Linked DNA regions of Capsicum annuum: region 1 is linked to region 2. Evidence: chromatin contacts called from public Hi-C data. All regions are on one chromosome and are shown on one strand. The core of a region is the stretch at or near the end of the contact, and the rest is flanking DNA. Distances in the headings are between cores, read along the strand shown.

Region 1 (6,544 bases), core at 1,867-4,366, 390 kb after region 2:
TCAAAAGTCATGAATTCCTAACTCATGACTTATAAGCCAAAAGTTCTGAGTCTATCCATACACACACTAATTAAGTCACAAAATTATAAACTTATCTACTCCATGAAATGATGAAAACAAAGAAGAGATTGAATAAAGTACATTACTGCAAATAAATTACAAAAGGATAGCTATGTCAACCATAAAACAAACTTGTGCATGTTTAGCAACAAAAACAACAAGAGTTGTAAAAACTAATAAAAGTACTTAGATGATCACCAGAAACAAAAAAAGAAAGAAAAAAAAGCAAATCAAGAATGCTAAATTGTTGAAATTCTTTGAACGTCTCATTCTCCTCATTTTTTTTTAATTTCCTCTGTTTCTCCTTTGAATTGGTTTGGGTTGTGTTTCAGACAAAAAGCTAGAGTGTTCTTCCCCAATAAAAGTTATAAGATATGCTTTTCTTGCTTCAATAGTATTTTACACATCAACAATCAATTACAATCTAACACGTGGGTATCCTTATGGTTAATGAAACTTATAGGCAAACTTAGATTCAAAGTTTATGAATTTGAATCTTTGAGATAAGTCCTATTACGGTAGAATGATATCTTTCAGTAGTATATGATGCCCAAACTAAGTCTTTATTCTTAAGCGATATTGTTGCTATCATCTTATCTAAAACCAAGAAAGGCAAATATTACAAATCAATAATTGAGGCCATAATATCTCACAAAAAACCGTTTTAAAAAAAAAATTTCTACATGACTAAGTTATAAGTACTTGGAGTTTTTATGCACATACAGAAAGCACCATAGAACAAAGAATATCAATCCTACATATGATTTATTTTTTGATCTCTAAGCCATAATCTCATTCTTTGTTATTATTCTCAAAAGATTTATTTATTTTTTGTAAAAAGGAAAAAAATAAAAAATAAAAATTTTCTATGTTGAACAATGTTTTCAAAACAAATTAGGGTTCTTTTAGTCCCTCGCTTATCCCTACACTCAATAATTTTCATAAAAAATAGTTGAAAAGGATAGAGACAAATCTTTAATTTTTTTTGGTAGATAAATCTTTGATTTTTTCAGCTATTTCCTTTGCTTGAGTCCTTATAAATGAAATTGAGGCAACATGATTTGCATCTGTCAAAGTCTCCTAACGGTTGGGATTATTACATTTATTAGTATTTATTAGGATATTCATTATGATTGTTTTCTTGATCAAATTCTAAGTTAACATCCATAAAATAGATATAATTCATTTACTGGTTCAAGATTTCTATTTCTTGAAATCGGAAGAAGGAATTGAAACGACTTCTAAATATCATTCAACCACCATCAAGCAAGTAAACTCAGGTTTGAAATACCTTTTTGAGGATGACTTTGGCCCCCGTAGATATCAAATGTTCCTAACCATTCTGAAGAGAAGGTGAAAAGAGTGAAAAGAGCCTCATTCTTTGATCTTAGAAGTTTGTTGAGGTCACGACTCATTGAAATAGTTGATGCTCAACTTGGTTTACCATGTGAGTTGCAAATCAGATAATGGTACCTCTATTGTGATGGTTTGTCATGCCTTCATCCGGGGAAACATGCGTGTTTTGTCCATTTTTTCAAACAAAATTTTTTAACTTACACGATAAATTAGCAAAAGGGAGAATCCATTATCAATTGTCGACTATGCATAATTCATATATAATATATAAATTTATTAACTAAAAAGAATTAAAAAGGAAAGAAAGAAAGATGATAACCCATGCAAGACGACAATCATGAACCAAAACTAAAAGAGAAAGATAAAGTAAAGAGAAGCAGCAATTAGAAGAAAAAGTAAAGAGAAGTAGCGTCTGTTTTGCTAAGTTTGACTAAGATATTATTTTAAATAGAGTTGTAGAGTTCTTTTTTAAGAAGAAGATCTTCCCGTGTATTTAGTAGTAGTTTTTATTTTGCAAAATGCTATATTACCACCTGAAACTATACGCAAAAATGTTGAGACATACCCGAACTTTAGGAGGGTCCTATTACCCTTTGACTAATTAAAATCATTATTGACAACCTTAGTGCCTACGTGGACCCTTCAGTGTGTTGTGCTATGTATGTGCCATGTAAGCACTAAGGTTGTCAAAAATACGATTTTAATTAATCATGGGATAGGACCCTCCTAAAGTTCGGATGTGTATCAGTCTTTTCGCGTATTGTTCAAGGTGGTAATAGAGTATTTTCTATATTTTTAATATAGTTAGGGATACCAAACTTTTCATGTATTATTATAGTATCAAAACTTTCCATATATTTATTATAGTTAATATTTAATATATAATAATTAAGAAAAAATAGTGAAAAAGATGATTTTGTCTAGAGCAAAATTTTTTAATGAAGGGTAAAAAGTTCAAATCACTTTTCTTGTCAAGAGTCTTCACACTTTTAATATATTATAGATTATAGATATAGATTATAGATATGCATATAGATTATAGATAGGTACAAACTATAGATATTGATATAGATTATAAATATGTGGTCATTTTGTAGGCATTTTTTTATCACTTGTATATAGTGTGTAAGAATCCCTATGAAATTATCTTGTGTCCAATCCATAAATTTTGAATGGATCATTAATTTCTAGTCCATGTTTAATACCCCTAAAGTAAGTCATAATATAGCATAACATATCCCATACTTGTTATTACTTAGATCTTCCAACGGGATAAGAATCAGACATAGCTCTTCCAAGGGAGTACACATCAATGTCCAAAAACTACACTAAACTATCATCAAAATTTTGGTCAAACCAACTATGCTTCAACTTTAACATATTGCATTTAAGTAGAATGAGCATGATCATATTCATTCAAAGCCAGCTAATGTGATACTGATATCAAACTACGTTAATTTACTACAGTTGGATGGAAAATTAAGATAAGAATGCATGTTAATTCACAATAGTTTAGTGATAAAAGTATATGTGAAGACGTGTGTCGTATTCATTGATGTTTGATACAAATACGGAGTGCGATAAGTTTTTATGATTAGTCAATCAAAGGATGATGAGAATTGGAAAGCAGAGAGTTTTACCTCTACCTGGGAGCTTGCATCTTATTCTTATTTAGAACAGAAGGAGAATGCACCCAAAAAGGGGAAAGTTAAAGCTTGTATATTCAAAGACAAAGTAAATTTTTTTGAGAGTGATGCCTATCTAAAGTGTTTATGTTTAATGAGAAATACAGTTTACTACACTTTTTATGGATATAGGTGATGGTTAAATAATTCTATCTTGATGGCCAATTGTAACAAATTCTAGACTCAGATTTTTAGTTTGCATCGAGTATCATAATCTTTCATGATTTCTATTTTTAGTTTTTCTTGAAAGAAAAAAAAAACTAAACCTCTTTGCAAAATTTTCAGCAAGATGTGTGTTTCCTAGAAGCAAAAAAGTTGAATATTGTACAGGTAAGTATGATACAAAATCTACACTCAGATTCATTTTTCAACTATTAAAATATTAGCTTGCTATTTGTAACTACAAGTGTAATAAGTTTGATATCAGATTCCAACCTAACCATGTTTTTTTGTCACAGGGGGAAACAAAATTGAGCTGAAACATCTCCTTTGAAACATGTTCCCCTGTTTCACAGAATCCCACAAGCTTCGCTACTACTGCAGCACTTTCGCGTACATTCTGCAAGTTGAGAGGATCTGACCAGAGCTTATTCACAAGCTGAAGCCGTCTTCTCTGTTTTCCTTCCGGGGGGATGTCCCATTTCAAGTAGAGCACTTCCCTTTCTTCTGCGTCTAGCTTCGAGCTCACCCTTTTAGCTAAATAATCCCTTTCCTGCTTCAGTGCCTTAATACTGTATATTCATAATAAGTCAAGAGTTGGAAAACTTCAAATAAAGACCTTAAAAAAGTTCAAATAAAATACATGGATGACAGTGCTCCTGAAAGAATAAACTATACCTTGATGAGACATAGCCAGCAGGTTCATCACCCAAAAGTGCAGGGCTCGCATTACCAAGCCCTGCTAAGTGTTGGTCTAACCATGTCAACCTCCTAAGCTCAACTTCCATGTAAATCTGATCTGATGGATCCCCTTTAAATAACAGGTAAAATTGTGTACGGTGCACTAAAGACACATGACACAAATGCCACAACATTATAATTTGCTGCCTTTGGTCCTCTAACACTAAATGCCATGACAACGGAGATTGATCGGGTATATCAGCTTCATCATGTGCAGCCTCATTTGCCTCCAACTCCAGCACCTGGTTTTACTTATCACACAGTAATCAGTCCAAGTGATATTTTTGATTTGTCAAACAAAAGGAAAAGGAAATTGCAATGATTAAAAACCCTGAACCAGACTTTGCATATCTCGTCAAAAAAGCCACAAGGAAAGCGAAAATAAATCCTAACCTGGCAAACAAGCAGCTGCTTTTGGTACTGTAACTTAGCCACCCTTTCTTTCAGCTCAGTAACGTAAGCTTTAATACTCCGGATGTTCTCTTCAGATGCCTTAATAAACATCCTTTGCATCTTCTTCATGTTCACAGAGTTTGACTGCCTTGATCCAGGAGTACCCTCCCTTGATGAGATACAGTTACTGTCCATTCTTCTAATTGGAGTGCTTTTTTGGCAGCAGAATGAATCACCAGCAGATCCAACATTGTTGCATTCTGGTACTCTGTTCTCAATCTCACCCTCCACGATGTTGCAGGATGAAGCAGACATAGGAGAACATGGTGATCGAATTACATTTGGCATGTTACTGGTGTTACTCAAATTAAAAGGGAACACCTTTTTCTTTTTTGGAGTCCTCAAATCAACAGATTCCTGACAACTAGGAAGATGCATGACTAATTCTTCTATAGATCTCTGCACATTTTCAAGTTTCTGTTCTAAAGATGCAATAATGTTTTCCTGCAATCTCAGCCGTGCAATCTCTTCTTTCAAGCTGGCTTTATCTTTTATCTCAATTTGTTCTGGAACACAACTTGTTTTCTGCAGTTCTTTAATTTCTGCAAATAACTTTGCAATGGTCTCTGTGGCCCCTTGGCTGCCAATTCTGTGAGATGAAAACTCTTTGTGAAGCAACTGAAATGCATGGTTTGCTTCATCACCAAGCTGCCTCTGTCTCATCTCAAGCTTTCGGATCTCGTGCACCAGCATAGATGGATTGATTGAATTGGTAGACCTCCTGATTGCAGCCTGCCTGTCAAGTAACTTTTTTCTTCCCACAGTTGTAGAAAGATATCCGGAAACTTCTCCATTTTCAGTATTAAATGAAAGGCATTTGACTACTTGACGAGAAGGTCCATGGTGATCTGAACCCTGAAATGAGTATGTGCCAACAAGTTGTACTTTTCAAGACTCAAATCCACACAAAAAAAGGATGGAAAGTTAGGTTCTGTCTAAATGCATCAATATTTTTGTACCTTGAGCTCCTTCTTTGATCTTCTTTCTAGTTCGAGCTGGGACTGTGCTAGGTCGCGCTGACGTTTCAGCTCATTCATCTCCTCCTCCATCTGTATACTCGAAAAATTTTAGGATAAAAATATATACAATGATTCATAAGTAAGAATATTAGATTAGCAGGGTACTTGGCAATTCACCTCAACTAGCTATATTCTGTTTCCGAACTTACAAGTATCTTTGAACTACAACTATCAATACTTCACACTGAGAAGATATGAACTTAATAATTCGTAAGTACTACAATGGTCCTATGTCATACAAGTTCAAATGTCATTGTAGGAAAGGGGTCTATCTGCATGACTACATGCAAAATTAGCAGGTTTTCTGTGCAGGTACATTTAGGTAAATTGAAGTATTAACATGACATGGTAGTACTCTTGGAGTACCAAGTTCAATGATTTGACGCATGAGGCTGACATGGTAGTGAAATTGGATTCCCAGGCCATTCGGAAGAGAGATAGTTTCAAGTATCTTGGGTCTATGATTCAGGGGAATAGAGAGATTGACGAGGATGTCACGCACCATATAGGTGCAGGATGGTTGAAATGGAGGCTCGCTTCGGGAGTCTGGTGTGATAATGTTACAGAATCAAGATGATAATGTATATAGATGATTTTTATAGATTTGAATATTTAATTACCATAGTTAGCTTATTCTCTTTGCATACTTATTTCACTGTAATCTTTGAGTAATACACATCTTATTCCTCCTTCATACCTTATGAAAGACATGGTATTAGAGCGTTCTTTTCTGATTCGCTAGTATCGGGTCAACAACTCCACAGGAAAAGTGACAACTTCACTGTTGGAGGTGGTTGCAGACTTGGAGTACAACTCTCACCACCTATGTGGGCTAAACCGCTTTAGTCTGATTTGTCATTTCCCAGATCGTTGGAGAGGACATGCTTGTGTCTCACCCGCTGGCGAACTGAACTACAACAACCCACTTTGTAAGGCGCATGAAAGCGCGTGAGTGGACCATCCTCGGTCTAGTTCAAAGCTCCCAGGTCACCTTTGATATTTCTGGCTGCTTTGCATTAGTTCTCAGGGCAACAAATCCTCAGATTCTGCCGCTACTTTGTTTGGTCAGGT
Region 2 (7,232 bases), core at 1,101-3,600:
AAGTGTAGATTGTCAATAAGGAACACACGAGGAATTTATTTTTTTTGGGGTGGTAAAGAACTCAAGATTAATTATATTTGCAACATGACTTTTTACTAAAAATTAGGTAAAGGAAATGTTTTGAAACTCAATCACTTCATGAAATTTTCCTCTACAAGGTTCTAAGCATGTCTCAGCAAATCTGATTCTCTTTTGTAAAACAAATCAGTTTCTATTGCATCTGAATTGCTACTATTGAACATTGTGGGTGAGGGGTAGATTAAAGCATTCAGTAATACCAGAGACAGCTTCAACTATGTGGCGGCTCTTTGCAGCTTCATCCCAAAATTGGCGGAACCTTGCAGTCTGCAAAAAGAAGTGTGCACTTATTCAGTTAATCACTGAATTGAAAGAAAACTTTCAGCAAACACAACATGGCATACCTCTAAGTAGTGAGAGAGAACAATTAGTGTCTTGAATTGCTCTTCCATTTGCTGAGAAGTGAAATAAGAAAATCATTATGAGGAAAAAAGGATAGGACTCTGCATCTAACACAGTTGAAGATTTATATCTAGATATCAAAAGCATGTGTTCAGCCTTGATACCCCAAAATCACCATAATGACCCACAACAACCCAGTGAAAAAGATAAGAAAATTAAGGAAGGCGAAAAGTCTTTGCAAACTTAAACAGCAAAAAAGAGACGTCTATGGGAGTTGCAACAAAAAGTGGCAGTACATGAAAGTGCCCCTCAGAAGGAAACCAAGCAGCAAGGAATGTTCCTTAATCCCAAACGTGTTTGGGCCAGCAAAATGAATCCTCAATATCCATTTGAATGCATTTCATTAGCAAATAAGAAACTATACTAGCTAAGAAATTTAAAAGACCAATCAAAGTAAATGAAGAACTTCTGGGGAAACAACCTCACTACCACAAAGTTAGGGCCAAGTATGTTCTTGTTGAATAACTTCTGGGGAAAACATTAGTATATTCAGTCTTACAACTTTTATGTTGCAGATATCCGTTAATAGAGAACCACAAAATTTCAGATATCACTATAGTCTATTCATTTGTTTCAGACTTTCCTGTTTATCTAATTTCCTCAAAACCAGCACGGATTGGCAACCAGAAAGAGAAAAAAGAAGGAAAAATGCCGACAACGGAACCAATTATCTCACAGAAGATCTTTCGAGTTAAACATTCCTATTAACTTGACAGAAGATCTTTTGGGTTTTTTATTTTAATTTTAGAACTATGTCATAATGACCACTTGCCTTCCTTTTTTGTTTTACATAAGGCAATGAAACAACTGTGAAGCTGTGTTAGGCATGAACGAGAATAGCTAATATCTGCGGTAACAAATACGAGAAGTTACAAAATTATTTCCGCCATCTACGTCCATCTTAGGTTATGACAGTTTTTATGTTTTCCGACCACACCCATTCCATAGTACACGAGACGAGAAAATTTACAATTCATATTCATCAAAGGTAAGTCATAACAAAGGAAACTTTGAAGATACATACCACTCGTTCCGGGATTAGGAAGAGACAGAGGCTGAAATCTGGAGCTGGCATTGCCATTAGAGCCTATTGGCACAAACAAGCAAATAAGTAAGACAGAGGCAACAAATAATATCCTAAATTGCATCAGACTCCTCACTCGATGCCTAACCCGTATCAGTTTCTCCAAAAACACACTACTTTTGGAGAATCCGACACACATCCATTGCCATTTTTGAAGAGTCAGAGCAACATAGGTAATAATATCACACACGCAAGAGAAGAAGTTAATTGCACCTTAACCAAAATACGAGCAACAATTGGTGTACTCATTCTCTCCGACTCAAACTGTACTCATCCAAAGAAATCGACACCATTATCAATCAACCAAAAAATAACACTCCAAATAAAAACTAATAGTTGTTTACATCACCAAATTAAACCTGATAAAGACGAAGCAGGCAAAGATTTGCATCCAGATTGTATGTTTGAGACGAAACCTAAAATTAACATCGAAATTACTCAATTAAAACCAACACAAATTCAGCAGGACCAAAAAAGGTCATTATAGTAAATTAGTGTACCTGTTCGTTAACATAGTTTTCAAGATCGGGGCGGATATCTGGGTTGTAAGGGTTAACAGCAATGAGCTGCTCTACAGTGTGAGCAAGCTGTGACTTCTCGTTAGTCGCCTCTTTTCCCATTTTTCTAAACTGTTAAGAGGATTTTGGAAGGAAGATAGAGGAGGCAAAGAGCGAGAGGTTTTAGGGTTTGAGGGGGAGAGATACTGGAGGGGTTCTATTTGTTTGTCAAATGACAAATTTTTCGAGGGCTCGTTTGGACATGGTTGGAAATTCGATTTGTTTGATTTGAAATTTTATTCCGACATGAAATTTAGATTTCTTAGCATTGTTTGGTCATGTTTCATATTGAAAATAGGAAAAATAATTTTAATTTTTTAATTCAAATATATTAGTTCAAATAAATATTGTGGATTAATATAATTAAATTAATTACTTTAAGTTCAATAAATATGAATTAATTAAATTTTAATTTTATTAGGCTAGTCCATTGACTTGGACTACAAACGATTAGTACACTTTGCGAGGTCTAATTTGATGTCACGTGTCAAATAACATGGCATGCCAGTCAATTGAAGGAGCCAATATGTATCAAAATGACTCAACATGCTTAGTGAAATCAAAGGCCGATAAAAATATGACACGTGTATAAGTGACATGCTCCGACCACTCAAAAGATGTATCAAAGATGTATGTCCTCATTACAACTCCTCTATTCTACGACTATAAATAGGGATCTTCATAATTCAGAAATAAACCAAAACTCTAACAAGAAGTTGTAACACCCCAGATTTTTGCCTCTGAAAATTTATTAAGTTTTGAGCTTATTGCTCAGACTACGACTCACCTAACGAGTCATAATGTCTCCTTATGGGTCACAGGACTCGAGTCGTAGGATGAATAGTGAGGGTTGCTCGTGTTTCTATTGTGACTACGACTGGGATGTCACGAGTTATAATGACTCTTTACGAGTTGTAAGGTATTTTCCATAGTCAAACCAGTATAGGTGCCCAATGTCACTGTTGTGGTTACGACTAGGACCCTATGAGTCGTAAGGTCCGTATACGAGTCGTATGGTACGACTCGTAGGGTCAACGAGTCTAGGGGACGACTCGTAGTCAGTCGTTATGAGTCGTAAGGTAACCCGTAATGACTGGGCGGCAAATATTTAGTGTTTCATTAAGGGTACTTTTGACATTTTTTCCTTTTCGCCAATTGTGACCCACATCCTTAAAAACCTTTTGGGACCCCATTATTATCCAAAAGACATAATCAAACACATTCTTAAACTTTCTCAAATCCCTAAGTCAAGAACAAGTTAGGGTTTCTCAAGGTTGATCATTTAGAGTTTTCAAGTGGTGATTTCTCTCCATAGTTATGATACTTTTAGGCATGTACCTCTCCCCTTAAACTTGTTTTACTTAAAGCATGTGTTTAATTGGTTATTCATGTGCATTTGAATTGGAATTTTGATTTGAGTTAGGGGTTTTGGAAGGATTGTTACTTGATTTGAATTCCCATAGTTTTAATGCAAATGTTCATGTTTTAATTATGTATTTTGAAATCTATTGGGGTGCATGGGTATGGTGAATGGAATGGGGGTCGAGGTATATTCCCAAATTGATGATTTTGGTCTGGAATTTGGTTTTGAAAATTGTGTTCCCTCAACCCACTTGCATAATTGAATTTGAAATATGGTTAATCACATGTGTTGGTTGACTTCCCTAAACTTTTGCTTTGCATAAATGGTTAAATGGATAAGAAGGGTTTTGAAAGCCTTGTTAGCCATGTTTTTGACTTTTAAACTGGATTTAATGAACAAAAAGTGTCTTGGTATTCCCCAGGTTTATGAAATTGGCATGGCATAATTATAAGCTTGCAAGTGTAATGGTGTGACGATACCTGTGGTTGGTGCCTTCACTGATAATTCCTTGGTTAAATAGATGGGTTATCTGAAACTTATTTTAATTGGGCTTAAAGGGGGTTGTGTAGCTCGTCTTAGAAGGTGGAGGTCCTGGGGGGACCGATACTGAAAACCACGTTTGCCAGTATGGGGTCTTTATGACCGTGTGCATAGCTCACACTTATATATATTTTGGATTGGCTGGGGTCGAGGTATTCCCAGGCTCATCCTTGGATTTTCTTGGTTCGTGCGGCTAACACGGAGACCTTTTTAGCAGGGGAAGCTAAACCCATATAGCCTGTGGGTACCCTTGAGACGGTTGGGGCTACACAATCTATGTTAATGATTTTAAATCTTATGTTAAACCTTGTTCCCTATCCTAACATCTTATATATATATATATACATATATATATATATATGTATATATGCATGTATATGAACATGTACATTGAGTTTGGATTGAATTTTGAGTTGGAGTTATTTTATCCCTACCCTGAGTTACATGCTAGTGCTCGCCCTGCTAACCGTCTTCGAACTTTGTATCTCCACGCGGTGTAAGGAACAGAGACACTTCTGTTTTTCTTACACAGTGATTAGGTGATTTCTGGATCGATTGTGAGTAAGCTTAAAGTGGTGAACTTCTATATTTCGGAAGACCCTCATTTCATGTTCTTATTTTATTTTGTTTTGGTTTATTCCTTTTGGACTCTTTTTAGCTATGTCGGGGCATGTCCCGACTTATGTTGTTCTTTAATTTTAGCGTCTTTGTGGATTAGGATGGATGTTAAAGTTCTTAGATTTCTTTTTGAGCTAGTTGGTTAACTATCTTGTTATATGCTCATAATTCATTTGCTGCTAGTTGTGTTGTATTTTGTTTGTCTAGGCAAAGAGGGTGGTCTCCGGTCCTCGACAAACTTAAGATACCCACCACGGCAGGCCCTTGTTTGGGTCGTGATAAAGCTAGAGAGAGCTCATTGATTAAAAGGCACATATTTCTCATAAGCTACAAGTTCAAGCATTCAAGTAATCAAGTTTAAATACAATTCAAGATCAAGACCACCAAATTCAAGATCAAGCTCTAAAGTCCTTGGTTTTAAGTACAAGCAAGATCAAGAACATCATATTCAAGATTAAGTGCAAAAGCCTTTATATTCAAATACAAGCCAAGATCAAGTCAAAACTCTTGAATTCAAGTACGAGTCAAGGTCAAGTTCATCAAGATTCAACATCAAGCTCAAAATCTCTTGAATTTATATTTGAAGAGAAGAACCATAGAGATTGTAATACACATATATTGAAATCAAATACTATGATTAATGTAAAAATTTTTGTCTTAATCATTATTTTTTCTCATTGTGAATTTATTATCTGCAATATTTGGCAAGCTCGATGGGACAATTTCTACCTCTTATCTCTTTCTGTAAAAGTTGAAGAACATCAAAATAACTCAAATAAGAGTGAATTGGAAGTCACCATGGATATTATTATCCAAATCAAAAGAAGCAAAATAAAAATGCTAGGACAACGAGTGGTTTAAGTACCGTCCAAAAAAATGGTTTAAGTACCGTCCAAAAAAATTCATGTTTATGATTTATTTTCTCCAAAAAGAGTGAGTAATATTCTTTTTCCTGCGTGCTAGAAGAAGCAAATAATATCGTTGATGTAGTTAAACAAACTTTGACTCAACTTAATCTTCCAAAAGAGTGTCGTCATAACTCCAAGCTCTATTTAGATAGTGATCCACACTATTCTTTGTCTTCTGTGATATCAATGATGATTGACGTCTCATTATAGTAGAACAACACACAAATTTGACTACAAAAGTTGAAGGCTTGACAAATCGCGTGCAAGAACAAAATGCTAAACTTTTTAAGCTAACAAATAAAACAGATATGTCATTTGGTTGGACTGAATCAAATTAAAATTTTATTGAATAGATCGGTCCGACATCTGAATTGTTACCATGTTTCACTCTAGCAGGCCAAAGGGGTCCAGTTCTACAAGGTTCCAAAAGAATTAGTGTGGTTCGAGGGCCTAATTGGGATGGGTCGAGTAAGGGTTGATTAAATAATTTTTAACTTTTTTTTTACAAAAATCTACTAATAGAATACAAACTTAAACTACGTTCTCTCTCTCTCTTTGTATATATAACTTCTAAGAAGAGAGAAAGAAAAAAAATAAAAGTTGAAAGAGTAGACTGGGAGAGAAATAAAAATTAACGAATTGATCTTTTCTATGTAAAATGGTAAAAATGAAGTTGTTACTTATAAATATAAGGGATAGGTTATTTTTAAAAATTAAAAAAATAGTTGAACATTGTCAAATGTTTCAATTTTGAAGTTTAATTCAAAGGGCCAAAAGTCAAAAGTTATTGCCTTATCTGCACAGTTGTCATGCCAGTCCACCTAATTTATCAAGGGTCAATCAGTGACTAGTCGTGTCACTCCCCCAATATCCAGATTTTAAAAAAAATCAAGATAAATTATCCAAGTCAGGCCGAGCCAAGTTGATTATTTGATACTATTCTATGACATGACATTATCGAACCTACCAATTTTGAATTTCGATTTGAAATTTTAAATCAGACATTTTTGGTTAATTACATCAACTCAACCCAATTCTTTTATTATGGGTTGTTCTGGATTGGATTTTATTAGGTTGGGCTGGTCCAATTTTGAGTCAGCCCAACCCGTTTGACAGGTCTAAGAATAGAGAGCATATCTGAGAGAGAATTAAGTCAAATGCCTATGAAACCTTATAAAATTAAAGAGAAATAAGAGTCTTCCATAAAGCAAACAACAACGATCAAAGGAATCTAAGTCTCTGCTGAAGTTTTGATTCTTATTGACCAATTGAATGATTTACTATCAAAGATAAATGTAAGTCTTTACTCATATATGCAAAGCCCTATACAGAAAGGATTGAGAAATTAAAGATATATTCTGGTTAGTTACAACAATTTGATGGCAAAGGAAATTTCAAGCAACATATAGCACACTTCATCGAGACTTGCAATGATGTTAGGGCTTATGATGATTATCTCTTCAAATAATTCATTGATTTCTCAAGAAAATGCTTTTAATTTGTACAAAATCCCGAACCTGATTCTATAAATAGTTAGGAGCAGTTGGAGCAAGAATTTCTCAATCATTTCTATAGCATAAGGAAATTCATTAGTATGATTGAACAAACAAATATAGGACAATGTAAAGGTGAGCAAGTTATTGACTTCACTAATTGTCAGAGGATCTTGATCAAAAACAAAA

Evidence for each region. A called contact is a pair of places that touch in the nucleus more often than the background predicts.
Region 1: a contact with region 2 is called in a Hi-C map of bud, with 2.4 times the contacts expected there. The contact joins the enhancer-like site here to the promoter of LOC107856224 in region 2. A contact is called at or near these places in 3 of 5 Hi-C or Micro-C datasets (bud, leaf and placenta).

Annotation. Positions count from the first base shown.
Region 1 is chr7:95,168,090-95,174,633 of UCD10Xv1.1, forward strand. It overlaps LOC107853553 (kinesin-like protein NACK2), which reads right to left. Exons shown (of 15, transcript XM_047393623.1): 12 at 5,414-5,503; 13 at 4,395-5,309; 14 at 3,939-4,243; 15 at 3,380-3,832. The coding sequence ends at 3,502. Among protein-coding and RNA genes, the nearest start is that of LOC107853553, 24 kb to the right of the region's middle. Within about 2 kb of position 3,117, at least 2 of the 5 cell types and tissues checked have an H3K27ac peak or open chromatin away from gene starts, as enhancers often do. A contact at or near this core is called in bud and leaf, where this site is marked.
Region 2 is chr7:94,780,293-94,787,524 of UCD10Xv1.1, forward strand. It overlaps LOC107856224 (eukaryotic translation initiation factor 3 subunit K), which reads right to left and starts at 2,351. Exons shown (of 8, transcript XM_016701209.2): 1 at 2,065-2,351; 2 at 1,924-1,980; 3 at 1,778-1,828; 4 at 1,505-1,567; 5 at 423-473; 6 at 279-345. The coding sequence starts at 2,184.